Linked DNA regions of Sus scrofa: region 1 is linked to region 2. A link is a contact called in public Hi-C data. All regions are on one chromosome and are shown on one strand. The core of a region is the stretch at or near the end of the contact, and the rest is flanking DNA. Distances in the headings are between cores, read along the strand shown.

Region 1 (4,617 bases), core at 226-2,725, 400 kb before region 2:
GAAGTTCCTTGTCGGATCCCCAACCCACTGAGCAAGGCCAGGATTCGAACCTGTATCTTCAGGGAGACCATGTTGGGTTCTTGACCCGCTGAGACACAATGGGAACTTTTTTTTTTTTTTTGGCTATGCCCAATATATGTGGAAATTCCAAGGCTGAGGATGGAACTTGTGCCATATCTGACAATGCCAGATCCTTAACCCACTGAGGCACCAGGGATTTCCCAGGAAGTTTATATTAATTTTAGAGGTAAGAAATGTCAACACTTACCGTGAGGTGAGAGAGGAAATTTCATTCATTCACCAGTCGTCTACACTGTGCCTTCAGGTTTCTAGTAAAGATCCAGCCCTTGTCTCTGAGGAAAGTAACATCCGGTTGGAAGGCAGGTTACCTGGCAATCCAATGCCATAGCGAAAGTGCCTGTGATGAGGGCAGCAAAGGCCAGGGATGGGTGGAGTTCTAGCTCTTCTGGACTGGAAAGGGAGTTCTCAGAGAGGTACAGGCCAAGTAAGGGCTCTCAGGCAGTCACAAGGGATGTGAGTTCTGCAGATAATCTTGGGCTCGCAGGTGTTACGTTCTCACTTTACCACTGTGCTGGGAATCCTCCACCAGCTACCAAGTTCTGTGATCTGTTTGTGACCAACCCCACCTCTACCCCAGCAGGGATGGGGCCTCTGCCCAGGACGTGCTCTGGCTCCTGGGTTGGAAAGGGAGGAGGGGTGTGTGCTGTCCGCGGTGCTGATTCAGAGTTAAGCGCTGACTGCATCTCTGGCGGGGGGCAGGGCAGGGGGGGCTGATCACAAAGAACAGAGACCCTATGTCTGGATCCAAGAGGTTCAATATGACAGATGTGCTGGTTGGTGAGAGCTGCCTCTCGAGTCCCCGGTCTCTTGGCTCCTTTAGTTCAAGGGTCTGAGTTTCTGAAACTCTGAGTCTCTATGACACTGGGCGTGGGGACTGGTGGGTTTCAGGAATCTGAGTCTTTGGAACACTCTTCAGAAGACGGAGTGTCGACGGCTGACGCACGCGCAGAGGCCTCGGCTCTCAAACACACTGCTCCCTCTCCCCAGCCGACACGCTCAGGCGCACCATGAACCAGTCCTGCAGGGCACGCGTGCATCCAGGGCGAACCGCTCCTCTCAGAATCTCTGTACTGCGCATGTCCCATCTCCTCTTTTTACACACGCGACCAAACCTTCGGTTCCCACCGAAACCCCATCGCAGAGGGTAAAAACATTATGCTCTATAATCCCTATAAAAGCCTAGCTACAAAAATATATAATTTTAACACAGTCACTTCGCCTTTTAAGCGTCCAGCACGGTGAGAGAGCACTACCACAGCAAAATAACGCATGCGCTACGGCCTTTGCCCCCTGCGCAGGCGCAGAAAAGAAAGAGGGCGGTGCATGCGGCAGTGCATTTTGGGAGCGGTAGGCAGAGTGAAAAATGGGGCCACAAAGGTTGCTGGGAGTTGTAAGCCAAGAGGACCTGGTAACCATAAGTGCCTCAGGAGCCGTTGCATGGGATTCTGGGAGCCGTAGGCAAGGCAGCCTCCAAGGTCTTTTGGGAGTTGTAGTCTCCGGATCCACTTCCGTGCCGGAGTTCCGCGTGTCAGACGGTTTGGACGATCCACCCCCGAGTTCTCCTCAGGTGAGTATTCCCCCGCCTCGAGTTGGTCCGCCCGTGAGCGCCCGCTCTTTGTTGCGGTGTCGTCTGAGGGTTGAAGGTCTCTGTGGGAGTGATGACACTCGCCTCAGTTTTCCCAGCGCCTGTTATCCCAGAGGCCTTCTGGCCACCATCCCCCTTCGGACCCTGCGGCCTGGCCTGTCTCTGGCCCGCACCCTCCCTCCCCCCCTCAGGTTGAGTTTCGACCATTTCCCTGCCCCTGACTCTAGCTGGGTACGTCCGCATTGCCCCTACTCTGTCCTGATAGAATGATGTTACATCCCATGGGTCCTTCTGACAAGGCTGCAATCCGGAGGCATCCCTGAGGCCTGGGCCCCGTTTTCCGGGGGCATTTATCATTCCCTCATCCCTCAGAACTTTACTGAGCACCCATCCTGTGCCAAGTCCACCTCGAGGCAGGGGAGGTCAGTGGTGGAGGAAGCAGACCCTGTCCCTGCGTTTATTGGGCTTGTTGCAGGACTTACGCACAGGGAGACAGGACACCGAGACCTTTTTGCCAGGCAACAGCATATATTCGTGCCCGCACTGGCTTAGCAGGTTCATATCCAAAGGCTGAGCCTCCAACACAGTGGGGCGTGGTCTTACATATCCTCCGTTATTATGATTATTTTTTTCCCTGCTTTGGTCTCTTTGTCCCCCTTATAAGGTAACATACATTCTGTAATTTCTGAGTGGACAGTTATAGATCCATGGATTCAGGTTATGGCACCTTGTTACAGAATCGTGCATGTGCACACAGGTGCTGATGTCACATGTTGCCTTCCCTTTGTTCTCCGAGGGGACTGGGAGGGCCTTCCCCCCTCCCCCCTCCAGGCTCACAGTACAGTACACACCTGTCACCATGAAGGGTAGAGTCGAGATCCAGTGCAGATGGAGGCATACAAGGGGCTCTGCTAGCCCAGAGGGGGCTCCTGACCCAGCCTGGGGTTGATCAAGTCTTCAAAGGGAAGATGCTTAACAGGCACATCAAACCTGACCTGTCCAGATGGAGAATTCTGGTCAGCGTCATCCCCCACCCCTCCAGCCATGACTAAATGGTCCCATCATCCTCCCAGGTGCTCAGGCCAAAACCTCCAAGTCATCCCTCTTTCCTCTTTTTTTTCTCATGACCCTACCCACCACCCCAGTCCAAGTCTTGTGCCAGTCCTGAGGGTGGCTCTACCTTCAAAATAGATCCAAAATCCCACCTTTTCCTGTCCTCTACACTGCCAACCCCCTAGTCCAGGCCACTGTCATCTCACTGGCTACTGCCATAGCCTCCTCAGTGGCCTCCCTGTCTCTACCCCTGCCTGCCACTGTCTGTTCCCCACACTGCAGCCAAAGAGATCCCTTTAAAACCTAAGTTACATTATACCCCTTCTTAGGGCAAAATCCTCCCATGGCTCCCATCTCTTTCTGTATCCTGGCTTCTTAGCCTCTGACAATCTGCACAGACCCATCTCCTGCCTGGGTCTTCCTTGTTCTGTAGGCAGACTCCCGGGACCGAGTGACTGTAGATTTAGGGGGAGAAGAGAGATAAATCCAGGGTGGCTTTATGTCCTGCCTTCAGAGAAGCTGGGCGGAAGGTGGTGGGGGTCTGGGAAGACAGGGAACAGCTGGGCAAGAACAGGTTTCTGCCTGGGGGTCCGTTTGGGCACCCAAGATCCAAGGGGACCATCAGGGATCCTCAATGGGGCATCTAGAGGACCGGCCGGGTGGACTTCATCATCCAGAGTCACCCACGAGGAAAAAATGACCTGGGCAGGACCTGAGAACCATGAAGAGGACTCCAAAAGAGACTAGAGGCTGAGCAGGAGATAAACCAGGAGAGGGAGGGCGAATCAAGTCAAAGCCGGGGGAGGAGGTGGGGTGAGGAGATTTCAAGGGGTCGCTGCTCAGCTGTGACAGATGTGCCGAATGGTCACGGCCATGGGTCCTGAGGGCTGGTTGCTGGGCCCAGTGACAGGGAAGAATCCTCTGGGCAGAGGGAAGGGCACTGCGGACACTTTGCAGTAGGCGTTTCCTGGGATGCTTGAGAGTAGAGACCAGAGCGGCTGAAGGCAAGTGGGACGTGAGGTTAGAGCAAAAGGCCATAAGCTTTTAGGAAAAGTGAGGTAAGATGCTTGGGAGGATGAAGAGAAGATACAGCACTGCTGTGAAATCCGTGGATGCGGGATCAGGAGCGATGTGGAGGGCCGGCTGCAGAGTTAGGCGGATTTTAACTGCGTCCCTATCCCCCACGTTGTTCAAGGATCACTTGTGTGCGTATTACCCTCTCTTATTCTGGGAGACACCTACTCTGCGCGCATTCTGCTGGCCCTGGTCTGTTCCTGACACGGACACCATGCCGGCAGCCTTTCTGTGGGCAAGGACCCCGGCAATCCAGAATCCTCGTGTAACCCTTCTCCCCTCTCTCCCCACCCAGGAGAAGCCGTCCCGTCCCGCCTCACCTGGACCCCACGATGCCCGCCCCGCAGTGCGCCTCCTGCCACAAGGCGCGCGCAGCCCTCCGCCGTCCCCGCTCCGGCCAGGCGCTGTGCGGCCCCTGCTTCTGCGCCGCCTTTGAGGCCGAGGTGCTACACACGGTGGTAGCGGGCCGCCTGCTGCCGCCCGGCGCCGTGGTGGCCGTGGGCGCCTCGGGTGGCAAGGACTCCACTGTGCTGGCGCACGTGCTGCGCGAGCTGGCCCCGCGCCTGGGCATCTCGCTGCGCCTCGTGGCCGTGGACGAAGGCATCGGCGGCTACCGGGACGCGGCGCTGGCGGCCGTGCGGCGGCAGGCGGCGCGCTGGGAGCTCCCGCTCACCGTCGTGGCCTACGCAGACCTCTTCGGGGGCTGGACGATGGACGCCGTGGCCCGCAGCACGGCCGGTTCCGGCCGCAGCCGCGCCTGCTGCACCTTCTGCGGGGTCCTGAGGCGCCGGGCTCTGGAGGAAGGGGCGCGCCTCGTGGGAGCC
Region 2 (4,433 bases), core at 437-2,936:
TCTGACCTCAGCCCCGCCCCGCCTTCATCTTCCCCAGGTGGGCTCCCCCTCGGCCCTGGCTGAGCAGGCCACGGAGCAGCGGCTCCTGGAGGCCTCGCATCGCTGGGGCCACGCTGTGTTCGTGGCCCGAGGTGCCCTGTGGGGCACTGACGACATCACCAGATTGGACAAAGCCGGAGGCCTCCAGGTGAGGGTCCGCTGGGCTCCCCGGGAACTGGAAAGGGCCAACAGAGATCCCTAGCCCCCCTGACCCTGGCTCTCACTTCCAGAGCCTCCGAGTCACCATGGCCACACACCCCGATGGCTTCCGGCTCGAGGGACCCCTGGCTACAGCGCACAGCACCGGGCCTCGCACCGTGCTCTATGAAGGCCCTGTCCGTGGGCTCTGCCCCTTTGCCCCCCGAAATTCTAACACCATGGCAGCTGCTGCCCTGGCCGCCCCCAGCCTGGGCTTTGACCGTGTGATTGGGGTGCTTGTGGCTGATTTCAGGTGAGCCAAGCTGAGCAGGGGGTCTGGGCTGGGGCCAGGCCAGTAGCACTGATTACCTTCCTTGCCTCAGCCTCAAGGACATGCACGTGGTGGATGTGGAGCTGAGCGGCCCCCCAGGCCCCACAGGCCGAAGCTTTGCTGTGCACACCCACAGGGAGAACCCAGCTGAGCCCGGTGCTGTCACTGGCTCTGCCACTGTCACCGCCTTCTGGCGCAGCCTCCTGGGTGAGGCCAGGTTCCTCCCCAGTGCTAGTGGTCCCTCACCCCAAGCCCCGGGCTCTCATGCTCTGCAGAGCTTGCGTCTCAGGTGTTGCCTCGGTCTGAAGTTCTGATTCTGTCTTAATTGATTGATCGTTGTTTCTGAGTCTCCTTAACCCTGCGCGCGATGATGCTGAATCTTTTTAGATCTCTCTCTGTTGTCCAAGTTTCCATGCTCTCAGCCTCTGTGTCCCCCTCTCTCTGGGACCCTACCAGGTGTCCCTGTCCACCCTCACGGTCTCTGTCCCTCTATCTCTGGGACTTTGGTCCCTCTCCTTAGGTCGCTGGGCCCCTCTGGGTCTCAGGCTCTCCCTCTAGGTCTTCCTCGATCCCCACCTTGGCCTGTCCCTTCTTCCAGGTGTCTGTCACTCCTCATCTCTCTGTCTGAGCCTTTCATTCCCGGTTATTTCCCCTGCAGGCTGCTGCCAGCTCCCCTCCAAGCCGGGAATCCATTTCTGCTGAGAAGCCTCCTCCTTCCCATAAGGACATCTTTGTCTCATGTACTTCCTCACCACCGTCCGGCTCCTACCCCGGCCTCGGTGTCCCCATACCTCCCTCGTGTCTCAGTAAATATTGGAGGCTCTTTTCCCGACCTGGTCTGGTGTCTGATCACTTGTTCCCCTCCCGTGACGTCACGCTGCGTCGTCACACTATGCCTGACGCCACCACATGGAGCGGGCATACAGGGACGCGCGAACCTACGCACTACATTTCCCATGATCCTCTGAGCAGAAGGGGGCGTGGCAGTAGGAGAAGGCGAGGCCGCTGAGGGCACATTTCCGGGACTCGCCGCAGGGACCGACGGAAGTTGTAGTCCCGCGTTCTCCGGGCGACAGCGGACTTCCGGGCCACGCTGCCCGGAAGTTCCATGCGGAGCAGGCGCGCTCCCGAGGGTCGCCGGGAGTCGTAGTCCGGCTCGTGGGGGCCGCCGGGAGCTGTAGTCGGTCCCGCCCGGCCAGTCAGCGCGGTGTTTGTTGCCCGCCTTGCTCACGGAGCCCAGAGCCACCGCCCAGGGGGATGCGGGAACCCCCGGTTCGGAGGAACAGAGAGGCAGGCGGGGTGAAGGGCGTTGCCAGGCAACGGACTAGCGCTACGGTTGGGGTACGGGTCGGGGAGAGGGCTCTTGCTGTCGGGGAGGGGGCCCTGTTGCCAGAGGACCAGAGGAGAGAACGCTCTTGTTTAGTGACAGGGAAGGGGAGTCTTCTGTTGCTAGGCAACCAGAAGAGACCCTGTTAGCTAGACACGCGAGAGGAGGATTCCTCTATTGCTAAGTAACCAGAAGAAAGTCTGGTTACCTACTGGGGTGGAGGGTTCTCTGTTGCTAGGTAGCTGGAGATGAAGCCTGTTACCTAGGGATAGGGGAGAGGGTTTCTTTGTTGCTAGGTGACCATACGGACCCTTTCACTTAGGGATGTGGCAGGGGTGGTCCTCTGTTGCTAAGTGAGCGGAAGAGCGAGCTTTTTTCCTAGAAATAGGGGATGAAGGTACTCTGCTGCCAGGACAGCCGAATCAGTGGCCCAGTGGCCCCTCAGGCTGTATGAGTCCCAACTCAATGACAGTGCCGCCCGCCCGCCCCAGACCTGCCGGCAGGCTGGCCTTCCAGATCCCAGGTCCCTGAGTACCTTCTCTCCCCACTCCCTCAAGGAGGAGCCGAGGACGGCATGTCCCAGGCCCCAGGAGCTCAGCCAAGCCCACCCTCCGTGTACCACGAACGGCAACGCCTGGAACTCTGTGCTGTCCACGCCCTCAACAACGTCCTGCAGCAGCAGCTCTTCAGCCAGGAGGCTGCCGATGAGATCTGCAAGAGGTGACCATCACCCCCCCATACCCTGGAGAAGCAGGGCTCACAGAGGCGAGCAACCCACCTGGGTCTCAGAGCAAGGCGGGGGCAGAGCCCCGGGGGTTTCTGCTGCCCTATCTCATAGCTGGGCTAGACCCTGGGACTCAAAGATTGAGATGTTGCCTCGTGCACCTGTTTGTCCCCTTGGCCTCAGCCTCAGGTTGTCTCACCCTGTTATCTGGGCCATCGCCTTCACTCTTCTCTGGCCTCCCAGCTCCCAATTTATTTCGTTCAGTCCCAGCTACACAGCGTCCGGTCTGACCCTGCTCCTCCGCTGCTCCCAGCCCTCCCATGGCTCCCTAGCACCCCAGAAGAAGGCCCAAGCTCTGCAGTCTTGTGCTCTGATCCCCGCTTGTCTCTGCAGCTCCTCTCAAAGCAAATTCCTCTCCAGGCCCTGAATGGACCCCACCACGGTGCCTCTGGGCCTTTTCATGTGCTCTTCGTTCGTTCTTTCTTCCCTTTTTTTAGGGCCGCACCCATGGCATATGGAGGTTCCCAGGCTAGGGGTTGAATCGGATCTACAGCTGTGGGCCTACGCCACAGCCACAGCCACACAGGATCCAAGCCACATCTGTGACCTACACCACAGCTCATGGCAACACCAGATCCTCAACCCACTGGGCAAGGCCAGGGATCAAACCCGCATCCTCATGGATACTAATTGGATTCGTTTCCGCTGCACAGCGGGAACTCCCCAGGCTGTTCTTTCTGCCTGGCACAGCTTCCTCCTCTCGGCAGCCTGAAAGGCCCCTCCTCGCTATTCAAGTTTTCAGACACCCCTTTTTGTCTTTCTGCCTCCTCTCTGTCCCCACAGCTCTGGTCCCATCATCTCCTGGACCCTCCCCTCAGCCTGCGTGATCCTACACCCAGAGGTGGCCCTGTCCCCACATCCCTTGTCACAGTCCTCCCGTGGCCCTTTCCCCAGCATCCTCAGGCAGAGTCCCAGCCCCTCAGCCTGATTATTTTAGAATCTATTCATTCTCTCTGTCATTCAGAGCAGGAATCAATCACCTCTTTCATGGGAGGCCACACTGGAGGTCCAGAGACAGCTCTGTCCTGAGGGAAGCAGATACCCAGAAAAATCCGACACAACACTCCCCTCTTCGGCCCCTCCCCCTGCCCCGCCCACCAAGGGCCCAAAGTCAGAACAAAGGTGCCGGTTGTCCAGAGGAGGGGGGCTCAGAGAGACAAGCGGTGGTGGGGCAAACTTCTGGGGCTGGGGGACAGCTGGAGGAAAGGCTGGGCAGCAGGAGCACAGATGTTGGGGACAGGTGGCCATGCAGGGATGGGTGGGGCCTGAAGCTAGGAGGCCAGCAGGGGCCAGACCGCTCAAGGCCTCCAAGGCGAGGCTGAGAGACTGGGGCGCTCCTGGGATGCCAGGGGAGCCAGGGAGGGCTGGCGGCAGCGCCAGGGGTAGAAGGAGCCCCAGGCCCATGGGAGAGGGCCTTGGTGGCGGAGGTTGGATGCTGAGTGAGGGGCCAGGCGGAGGAGGGCAAGGCCAGAGCAGAGAGCTCTGGGTCGAGGACAGGGCACCCGGCCTTGAGGTCAGGGCGGAGAGAGTTGGGGCACAGGAGGAGCAGGGCTTGGGTTGAAGAGGGGGAGAATCCCAAGGCCGGGTGACTCGCAGGCCTGGGGACTCTTTTGCTTGGTAGGGTGCGGGAGGCCTTTCCAGGGAACCCCAACTCAGGCCCTGCCCACCGCCCAACCAGGTTGGCCCCAGATTCCCGGCTGAACCCCCATCGCAGCCTCCTGGGCACCGGAAACTATGACGTCAACGTGATCATGGCCGCCCTGCAGGGGCAGGGCCTGGCCGCCGTGTGGTGGGACAGAAGGAGGTGCGACCCA

The links. A called contact is a pair of places that touch in the nucleus more often than the background predicts.
Region 1: a Hi-C map of liver shows a contact between it and region 2, with 5 times the contacts expected there. The contact joins the promoter of CTU1 here to the promoter of JOSD2 in region 2. A contact is called at or near these places in 2 of 47 Hi-C or Micro-C datasets (heart right ventricle and liver).

The regions. Positions count from the first base shown.
Region 1 is chr6:55,742,601-55,747,217 of Sscrofa11.1, reverse strand. CTU1 (cytoplasmic tRNA 2-thiolation protein 1) reads left to right here and starts at 1,475. Exons shown (of 4, transcript XM_021094859.1): 1 at 1,475-1,648; 2 at 4,089-4,617. The coding sequence starts at 4,126. LOC110261034 (myeloid cell surface antigen CD33-like) reads right to left here and starts at 1,354. Exons shown (of 6, transcript XM_021094852.1): 1 at 269-1,354. The coding sequence starts at 293.
Region 2 is chr6:55,338,248-55,342,680 of Sscrofa11.1, reverse strand. JOSD2 (Josephin domain containing 2) reads left to right here and starts at 1,686. Exons shown (of 5, transcript NM_001243416.1): 1 at 1,686-1,849; 2 at 2,393-2,555; 3 at 4,298-4,423. The coding sequence starts at 2,410. ASPDH (aspartate dehydrogenase domain containing) reads left to right here. Exons shown (of 7, transcript NM_001243870.1): 4 at 38-187; 5 at 270-490; 6 at 561-715; 7 at 1,167-1,338. The coding sequence ends at 1,210.